Linked DNA regions of Sus scrofa: all the other regions are linked to region 3. A link is a contact called in public HiChIP or PLAC-seq data. All regions are on one chromosome and are shown on one strand. The core of a region is the stretch at or near the end of the contact, and the rest is flanking DNA. Distances in the headings are between cores, read along the strand shown.

Region 1 (2,700 bases), core at 65-2,564, 130 kb after region 3:
CATTTAATTTATAAATATATATATATATATATATTTCTAAGGCTGCTGTCAAAGAGCGTACTGCCTATGTTTTCCTGTAGAAGTGTCATGGCTTCAGGTCTTCCATGTAAGTCTCTAATCTGTTTTCAGTTTATTTTGTCTGGTGTGAGAAAGCAGCCCTGTTTCATTGTTTTCATCTAATTGTCCAGTTTTGCCATTACCACGTATTGAGTGGAGGCCACCTTTTCCTCATGGAGAGTCTTGCCTCCTTTTGTTGTAGCTTTATTGACCACATAAGTGTGGGTTTGGAGTTCCCTGGTGGCCCCGTGGTTAAAGTGCTATGGTGGCAATTGAATCCTTGGCCAAGGAACTTATGCATGCTGCTGGCACAGCCATAAAATGAATAATATTAAGTGTAGGGTTTTTTTTTCTGGATTCTCTATTCTCTTCCATAGATCTATGTGTCTGTTTTGTGCCAGTACCAAACCTTTTTTTTTTTTTTTTTTTCTGTTTTGGTCTTTTTATTTTAGGGCCGCACCTGTGACATATGGGGGTTCCCAGGCTAGGGGTCCAATTGGAGCTGTAGCTTCTGGCCTACACCACAGCCATAGCAACACCAGATCCAAGCCATCTCTGCAACCTACACCACAGCTCAAGGCAATGCTGGATCCTTAGCCCACTGAGCGAGCCCAAGGATGGAACCTGCATCCTCATGGATGTTAGTCAGATTTGTTTCTGCTGAGCCACGACGGGAACTCCCCCAAACCTTTTTTTTTTTTTGTCTTTTTGTCTTTTTGTTATTGTTGTTGTTGTTGTTGTCCCCAAACCTTTTTGATTACTGTAGATTTAGGATATAATTTGAAATCTGGGAGCATGCTACCTCCAGCTTTATTCTTCTGTATCAAGATTGTTTTAGGTCTTCAGGGTGTTTTGTGGTGCTGTACAAATATTAGGACTATTTGTTCTAATTCTTTTGAAAAATGCATTGGCACCCATTACCTGTGGGTCGCTGCTGTCCAGTTCTGCAGCCTCCTCAGCCCCCTGGAGTTGAGGGATCTGGGCCGCCCCTGCCTAGAGCTGCTGTGGAAGCCAGAGAAAAGAGCCAAGCCTGCTAGTGGGGGTGCATTGGACCTCATTCCTGTGGACGGTTCTGTAAGGTCACTCCTGCCCCAGCCTGGCTCTCCCTCGCCAGCTGTGCCAGTTGCTTGGGCATCTGGCTGGCTGTGAGGCTTCAGCAGTTTGGAAGCAGTTTGCCAGGTTAGTGCAGCAAAGGTTGTGTTCTCCTGCCCTCGTGTGGTCAGTCCTGGGATAGCAAGTGCTGGGTTTCCTTGCCTCTCTGATGCTATGCTGGAAATGGCCGCCAGAGGGCAGATTTCTTAGCACTGTGCCACTGGATATGCTCCCCTCTCCACCCTCAGTGTTACACGTGTAGATTAAGAAAACAAAAACACGTTGTCGTGAGCTGTGGTGTAGGTTGCAGCCGTGACTCGGATCCCGAGTTGCTGTGGCTCTGGTGTAGGACGGCAGCTACAGCTCCGATTAGACCCCTAGCCTGGGAACCACCATAAGCCGCGGGAGCGGCCCCAGAAATGGCACAAAGACAAACAAAAACAAAAACAAAACAAACAAACGAAAACAGCCTTGAGTTATAATTCTTTTTTTAAAATGACATATAACTGACTTACAACATTATTTTAGTTTCAGGTGTAAAATACTTGATACATTACAAAATGATCAGCAGGATAAGTCTAATTACCACCTTTCACCATAGAGTTGTTACACTACTTTGACTATATTCCCTATGCTGCACATTACATCTCATGACTTCTTTATTTTATAGCTGGAAATCTGTACCTTCTAATTTCCTTCACCTATTTTTTCCCACCCCCTCACCCCCTCCCTCTGACAACCACCAGTGTTTTTCTCTGCCTCTGTAAGTCTGTTTCCATTTTTTTATGTTCATTTGTTTTTGTTTTCTTAAGATTCCACATATGAGTGAAATCAGGGTATTTGTCTTCCTCTGTCAGATTTATTTCCCTTAGCCAAACACCTTCTAGATCCATCTGTGTTGTTGCAAATGGCAAGATTTCATGCTTTTTACAGCTGAGTAATTAATATGTAATTGTACATGCATATATATGTGTACGCAATCACATATTCATTATTCATGCACCACATTGTCTTTATACATTTATCGAGGATTCATAGGTTGCTTCCCTATCTTTGCTCTTGTGAATAATGCTACAGTGAACATAGGGTGCATATATCTTTTCAAAGTAGTCTTTTCATTCCTTTGGATAAATATTCAGGCATGGCATTGCTGGATCTCATGGTAGTTTTATTTTTAGGTGTTTTTTTTTTTTGTCTTTTTAGGGCTGCATTCACTGCACATGGAAGTTCCCAGATTAAGGATCAAATCAGAGCTGCCGCTGCTGGCCTGCACCACAGCCACAGCAACGTGGGATCCAAGCTGCGTCTGCGACCCACACCACAGCTCATGACAATGCTGGATCCCCAACCCACTGAGCAAGGCAAGGATTCAAACCTGAGTCCTCAAGGACACTAGTCAGATTTGTTACCACTGAGCCACAATGGGAATTCCCATGCATCTTTTTTTTTTTTTTTTTCCTTTCATTTTTGCCCTCCCCACAGCATATGGAGCTCCTGGGCCAGGGATCAAATCTGAGCCACAATCATGACCTAAGCTGCAGCGTCAGCAAC
Region 2 (2,700 bases), core at 118-2,617, 200 kb before region 3:
CCCTGGCCTTGCTCAGTGGGTTAAGGATCCAGCGTTGCTGTGAGCCGTGATGTAAGTCGAAGACGCAGCTCTGATCTGGCGTTGCTGTGACTGTGGCATAGGCTTGGCGGCTACAGCTCCGATTCGATCCCTGGCCTGGGAACCTCCATATGCCGCAGAAGCAGCCCTTACTAAAGGCAAAAAGACAAAAAAAAAAAAAAAAAAAAAATGTGTCCTAGAGAAGATGACAGGGTGGAAGGGAGCATGAGGGATGGAAGGGAGCATGAGGAGAGGGCCAGGGACCCTTAGCCTCTGGGGGGAAGTGAGAGAACATAAGATCCGTGAGCCGGAGGGAGGGTTCAGCACGGCAGGTCCTGCTGGGACGAGCAGCTGTGCCTGATGGAAGGTGATGGGGGAGGGTGGGGGTGCGGGCGGCCCGAAGCCCCAGGTACAGCTTTGGGGCCACGTGGCCTCTGCAAAGCCTTCAGCCCCCAGCAGAGCTGAAATGGAAACTCTGAGTCCAGTTTCAGGATCAACGGAGGAGCTGAGGGAAGATGGAAAGCAGCTGAAAATGCCTTAGTTTGGCTGTTGCCCCATTCAAATCCTTTCCTTCTACAACGCCCTGCAGCTGTGGCCAATTGAAGAGCTTCCCAAGCACAATGGTAACCTCTCCCTGTGCCCCTCACAGCCGGCCTCTGGGCCTGGCCGGGCAGCTGTTAAAGCCATTTCACCAGTGAGGACCTGAGAAGCCGACAGGTCACACAGCCCGGAAGGTGTGAACATGAGGTGAGGCCAACTGCTGGGCATGGGAAAGGAAAACCAACAGCCAGATTCCAGAAAGGATCCACAACATTCGTCATCCCACCATCAGAGCTCCCATTGACTGAGCTCTTACTGCATGCCTGCTCTCTCATCCGCCCCCTGAGCCCACGGGAAAAGCCGCATACAGTAACTGTGATCCCTATTCTACAGATGAGGCCTCTGATGTCCAGAGAGGTTAAGTCCATTGCCTAAGGTCACACAGTCACAGGTGGTGAAACAGACAGATCCGATCACAGGGCAGAGTGTGTGCTGGCCTGAACCACAAGTGTAAGCCTCCGCCGTGAGCACGCGTGAGAAAAACCCACAGAGAATGTGTGCAAGGTGGAGGGCTGGGTTCCAAGCAGTGGGGAACAGCTGTGTTGGCGGGGGGGGGAGGGGCGCAGAATGTGTGTGTGAGCACAGCTTTGACAGCGGCAAACAGTGCGTGGGAGTGTGTTGACGACAGGGTGTGGGATGGCAGTGCCATCGCCATGTGTGTTTCTGCTGGCAGCGGAATGTTCTGGTCTGTGTTGATAAACAACAGTTTGGGCAGGCTTGAGGCTGGAGCGGGGACAGAAGAGAAGCACTGGGGGGCGGGGACAAGCCCAGGGGTGACCGGAGGCCCAAGCCTGCAGCTCCCAGAATAACGAGGGAAAACAGAGCGGAGGCAGTTGTTTTCTCAGCTGACCTCACTGGGTGCGCTCCTCTGGGTGTGGATCCCTCTTCAAATCACCTGATGCCCATAAACGTGAAAAACAGGAGCAGGGACACGCTGTGAGGAAGAGAGTGTTCTTCCTGGAGTGCTAGTTGCACGGACGGAGGTTTAATCAACAGCTGAGGCCAGTGCAAACGCATCGTGATGTCCGTGGCCGGGCAGAGTCTTCAAAAGTCAGCTTCTTGGAAGAGGTGGCACCCCCGAGACCATCCCAGGTCACGACTGTAACAGGAGCCCCTGCATCTCACCCTCGCCTCTTGGCAGGCATAGGTGTGAGCCTGCAAGCAAGGGCACCCCAACCTGGGAGTTGTCACATGAGAGATACCCCGGGGTCGGGCCCCCAGCCCACTGCTCCCATCAGAATGCCCCCTCCCAAGGCTCCCTCTCCATTCCTGGGCTGCCATGTTGCCTCAGGACCTTAGATTCACCGCCTCCTGGATGCCTTCCACACTCCCCACCCCACTACCTTAAAACGGCCTCCCTCAGCTGCTCTCATTGCCAGGGCCCTTCACGCAGGCCACACCATGTGCATGTCGCCTGATCATCTGCTCAGTGCGGGCACTGAATGAGGCAGAAATGGAGGGGGGCAGGTGTGGGTGAAGACCCTTGAAGACTTTGTAACTGCCCTCAAGGATCTTGTGGCTCCGCTGGGGCACACAGAGGGGAACAGCATGAATAAAGCCAAGTGTGATAAAGCCAAGTGAGGTCACCAGAGCCAGTGCTTCTGATCTGGAAGCTGGGGGATTGGGGGGGGGATGGCGCATGGCGGGAGTGGTGGCCCTGCCAAATTAGTTTTAGCTCCTTGAGTTCAGGGATCTTCTGAAGCCAACACACAGAATCTGCTAAATCAGTGTCTGTAGTTTCTTGATTGAAAGCCTCCAAACCACCCTCTGAAATCCTTGTTTGGGAGCTAGAGGTGCCCCCCCGCCCCGCCCTCTGTGGGGTTGGAGGAAGGAAGTCTTGGCCTGGCCGAGCTGGTGGAGGAGGCTGGCGATACTCTTCCCTGTTCTGCTGGCCGCCCTCCCGTCAAGGGCTTGTTATTCCCCAGGGTTGTTTAACGTGTGCTTCCTGTACCCCAGAGCTCGCAGCACCCAGTCACCTCAAAGACCAGGGCAGGAGAGAAACACCTTAGGCTGAGGCTCCTGCTGGTTAATCACAGACACATTGCTCTCCTTGTCTCAGACTGATCTCTTGCAGAAGTTCAG
Region 3 (2,700 bases), core at 101-2,600:
AAGACTGTTGCCCGGCATCCACCGTCAGCATGATGAGGCCTGGGAAGCCTTGGGACCACATGGTCCGAGGGTGGACCTCACACTAAATCCCCATCTCTCTCTCTCTCTCTCTCCTCCTGCTCCATTTCCGGTGGCCTGCTGCTGCTTCCTGATCCCCAGGAGGTGGAGGTGAGTACTGTCCGGGGCGCCACTGCATGTGTATTCCCATTCTTCTCCCTCTGCATCCTCACCCTGATTTCTCCTTCCCGGCAGCATCCAGCATGGGAGCGGGGAGAGGGAAATAGAACTTGTGGGAGAGGCTGGAAGGGATTTGGGGATGTGGGTTTAGGGGGATAGAGGTCTGGGGGAGGCAGCTGGCAGGGCCTGGGTAGACAGGGATCGTGTGGGAAGCCATGCGCACGGTGGCACTTGGCCTGTGGAAGAGGTGGTCCAGCCCTCTGGTCTGTTCCCTTCCCCTCCTGCCTCTCACCTTCCTCAGGACGACTACATCAAGAGCTGGGAGGACAATCAGCAAGGAGATGAAGGTAACATACCCCTCGCAGGTGCAGGAAGGTGACTGACACCTGTGAAGATCCGAGACCAGAGGGCAAATCCTAATTGTGGCCTTTGAGGCTCCTTGGGGAGCCAGGCGCTGATAAGGGTGGGACGTCTGAGCTAAGGAGCTCTGATTATCGAGGGCTGCCAGAGAGAGGGGCTTCCCAGCTCGGAAGGGAGGCTGGGGGTGGGTTCCAGGGCTCTCTGGCATGGATTCCCAGGTGACCTGTGTCCTAACTCTGCGCCCCTGCAGCCCTGGATACCACCAAGGACCCCTGCCAGAAGGTGAAGTGCAGCCGTCACAAGGTGTGCATTGCTCAGGGCTACCAGCGGGCCATGTGCATCAGCCGCAAGAAGCTGGAGCACAGGTGAGGGCCTTGGGAAGCTGAGGGGGCTGGAGGGGGGTTGCTTAAAGGGCAGGGGCTTCACTGATCCTCTCCTTTGTATTAGTTATCTCTTGCTGCAAAACAAACTACCCAAAGCTTAGTGGCTTGAGACAACAAATGTGTATTATCTCACACCGTTTGTAAGCGTCAGGAATCACACGTGGTTCTACTGGTTGGTTCTGACTCAGGGAATGTCAGGAGGTTACGGTCAGGATACCGGCTGAGGTTGCATCATCTGAAGGCTGGACTGGGGCCAGAAGACCCACTTCCAAGCTCCCCCACTTGTTGACCCTAGTTAAGGAGGCCTCTCCATAGGGATGCTTGAGTGTGCTCACAACATGACAGCTTGCTTCCCATGAAGCAAGTCATCCAAGGGAGAGAGAGCAAAGGAGGAAGCCGCAATGTCATTTATGACCTGGTCTCAGAAGTCACGTTGTTACCCATGCCACTTCTGTTTGTTAGGAGTGAGTCATAAGTCCTGCCGCATTTTGGGGGAGAGGAATTAGGCTCCATCTTTTGGAGGGAGGAGGAAATATGTCTATGGACATATTTCAAAACCATCACACTGTATGAGATCGGTCACCCAATTGTGGGACCCAGGGAAAGGCACATGTCCTCTCTGGGCCTTGGTGTCCTTTTCTGTAAGGCAAATAGGTTGGCCCAGTTAGTTTGAGGTTCCTTCCAGCTCTGACATGCAACGACTTCATGACATATTTCAGGCCAAGTTCATAGAGGAAGGAAAGAGTGAGGGGCCTATGAAGCCTGAGCTCCCGGCCCAATGTCAAGACCCTGCCTGACTCCAAGGGCTCTGGGGAAGATCCCATTTCTCTTCTCTTTCTCCCTAATCATAGAATCAGGGACCGGAGATGTAGGGTTACAATCTCAGATGCTGGTAGCGGCCTGGCAGGTGATGTCCATGGATGAAGAGAGCTCAGTGATGGACCACTCTGGGGAGCTCAGGCCCTCTGGAAATGCAGGACAAGACTGCCATGCCTTACGTTTCACCAAAGCCAGGAATCCAGATTTTTATATGAATGTTTCCATGTTGCAAATGTTGGTGAATAACTCAATTCAAAACAAAAACCCTTGCTGGAGAGGAGAAACGGGGGGTCTTTACTCTGCCCTGATGATTCTACCATTGTGAACTAGAGGAGGGTCTCCTGGGGGTGATGGGAGTGGGGGCAGGGGCAGGGAGGCAGCTGCGTGTCCTATAGGTCACCAAGAGCAGCTTCTTGCTGGAACCAGTCTCCTGAACCCTCCCTTCCCCTGTCCCTCTCTCATTTTTGCCTCCATCCTTGTGCCCTCCCATCCCGCTCCTCCTGTAGGATCAAGCAGCCCGCCCTGAAACTCCATGGAAACAAAGACACTGCCTGTAAGCCCTGTCACATGGCCCAGCTCGCCTCCGTCTGTGGCTCTGATGGCCACACTTACAGCTCAGTGGTGAGGAACCCCAGCCCCGGGTTGGGTGCGCTTGAAGCCACAGGGAACAGAGAGGAAACTCAGCCCACCCTTCTGTGGGGCAATCAGTGCTGACATGGGGCCAGATGCTCTTGCATTCAGTGTGGCCTAATCACAGTAGGGGAACCAAGCAAACCCAGGCTGAGCAGCTCAAGAGCCTGAGCTAGGAGTTCCCGTTGTGGCACAGCAGAAATGAATCCAACTAGGAACCATGAGGTTTGGGGTTCAATCCCTGGCCTTGCGCAGTGGGTTAACAATCTGGCATTGCCATGAGCTGTGGTGTAGGTCGAGGACATGGCTTGGATCGGGCATTGCTGTGGCT

The links. HiChIP or PLAC-seq counts read pairs in DNA pulled down with a chosen protein or histone mark.
Region 1: a contact with region 3 is called in an H3K27ac HiChIP or PLAC-seq map of alveolar macrophages. The contact joins two enhancer-like sites. A contact is called at or near these places in 1 of 5 promoter capture datasets (fetal liver), 2 of 47 Hi-C or Micro-C datasets (embryonic fibroblasts and fetal skeletal muscle) and 1 of 2 datasets of contacts at active chromatin or transcription factors (alveolar macrophages).
Region 2: an H3K27ac HiChIP or PLAC-seq map of alveolar macrophages shows a contact between it and region 3. The contact joins two enhancer-like sites.

What each region holds. Positions count from the first base shown.
Region 1 is chr14:74,814,180-74,816,879 of Sscrofa11.1, reverse strand. It overlaps a transcript of PSAP not described here. Among named protein-coding and RNA genes, the nearest start is that of CHST3, 35 kb to the left of the region's middle. Within about 2 kb of position 1,314, at least 12 of the 83 cell types and tissues checked have an H3K27ac peak or open chromatin away from gene starts, as enhancers often do. A contact at or near this core is called in alveolar macrophages, where this site is marked.
Region 2 is chr14:75,147,983-75,150,682 of Sscrofa11.1, reverse strand. No RefSeq gene overlaps it. Among named protein-coding and RNA genes, the nearest start is that of DDIT4, 32 kb to the right of the region's middle. Within about 2 kb of position 1,367, at least 18 of the 83 cell types and tissues checked have an H3K27ac peak or open chromatin away from gene starts, as enhancers often do. A contact at or near this core is called in alveolar macrophages, where this site is marked.
Region 3 is chr14:74,948,796-74,951,495 of Sscrofa11.1, reverse strand. It overlaps SPOCK2 (testican-2), which reads left to right. Exons shown (of 12, transcript XM_021073211.1): 3 at 160-168; 4 at 479-524; 5 at 788-902; 6 at 2,246-2,360. Among named protein-coding and RNA genes, the nearest start is that of SPOCK2, 18 kb to the left of the region's middle. Within about 2 kb of position 1,350, at least 12 of the 83 cell types and tissues checked have an H3K27ac peak or open chromatin away from gene starts, as enhancers often do. A contact at or near this core is called in alveolar macrophages, where this site is marked.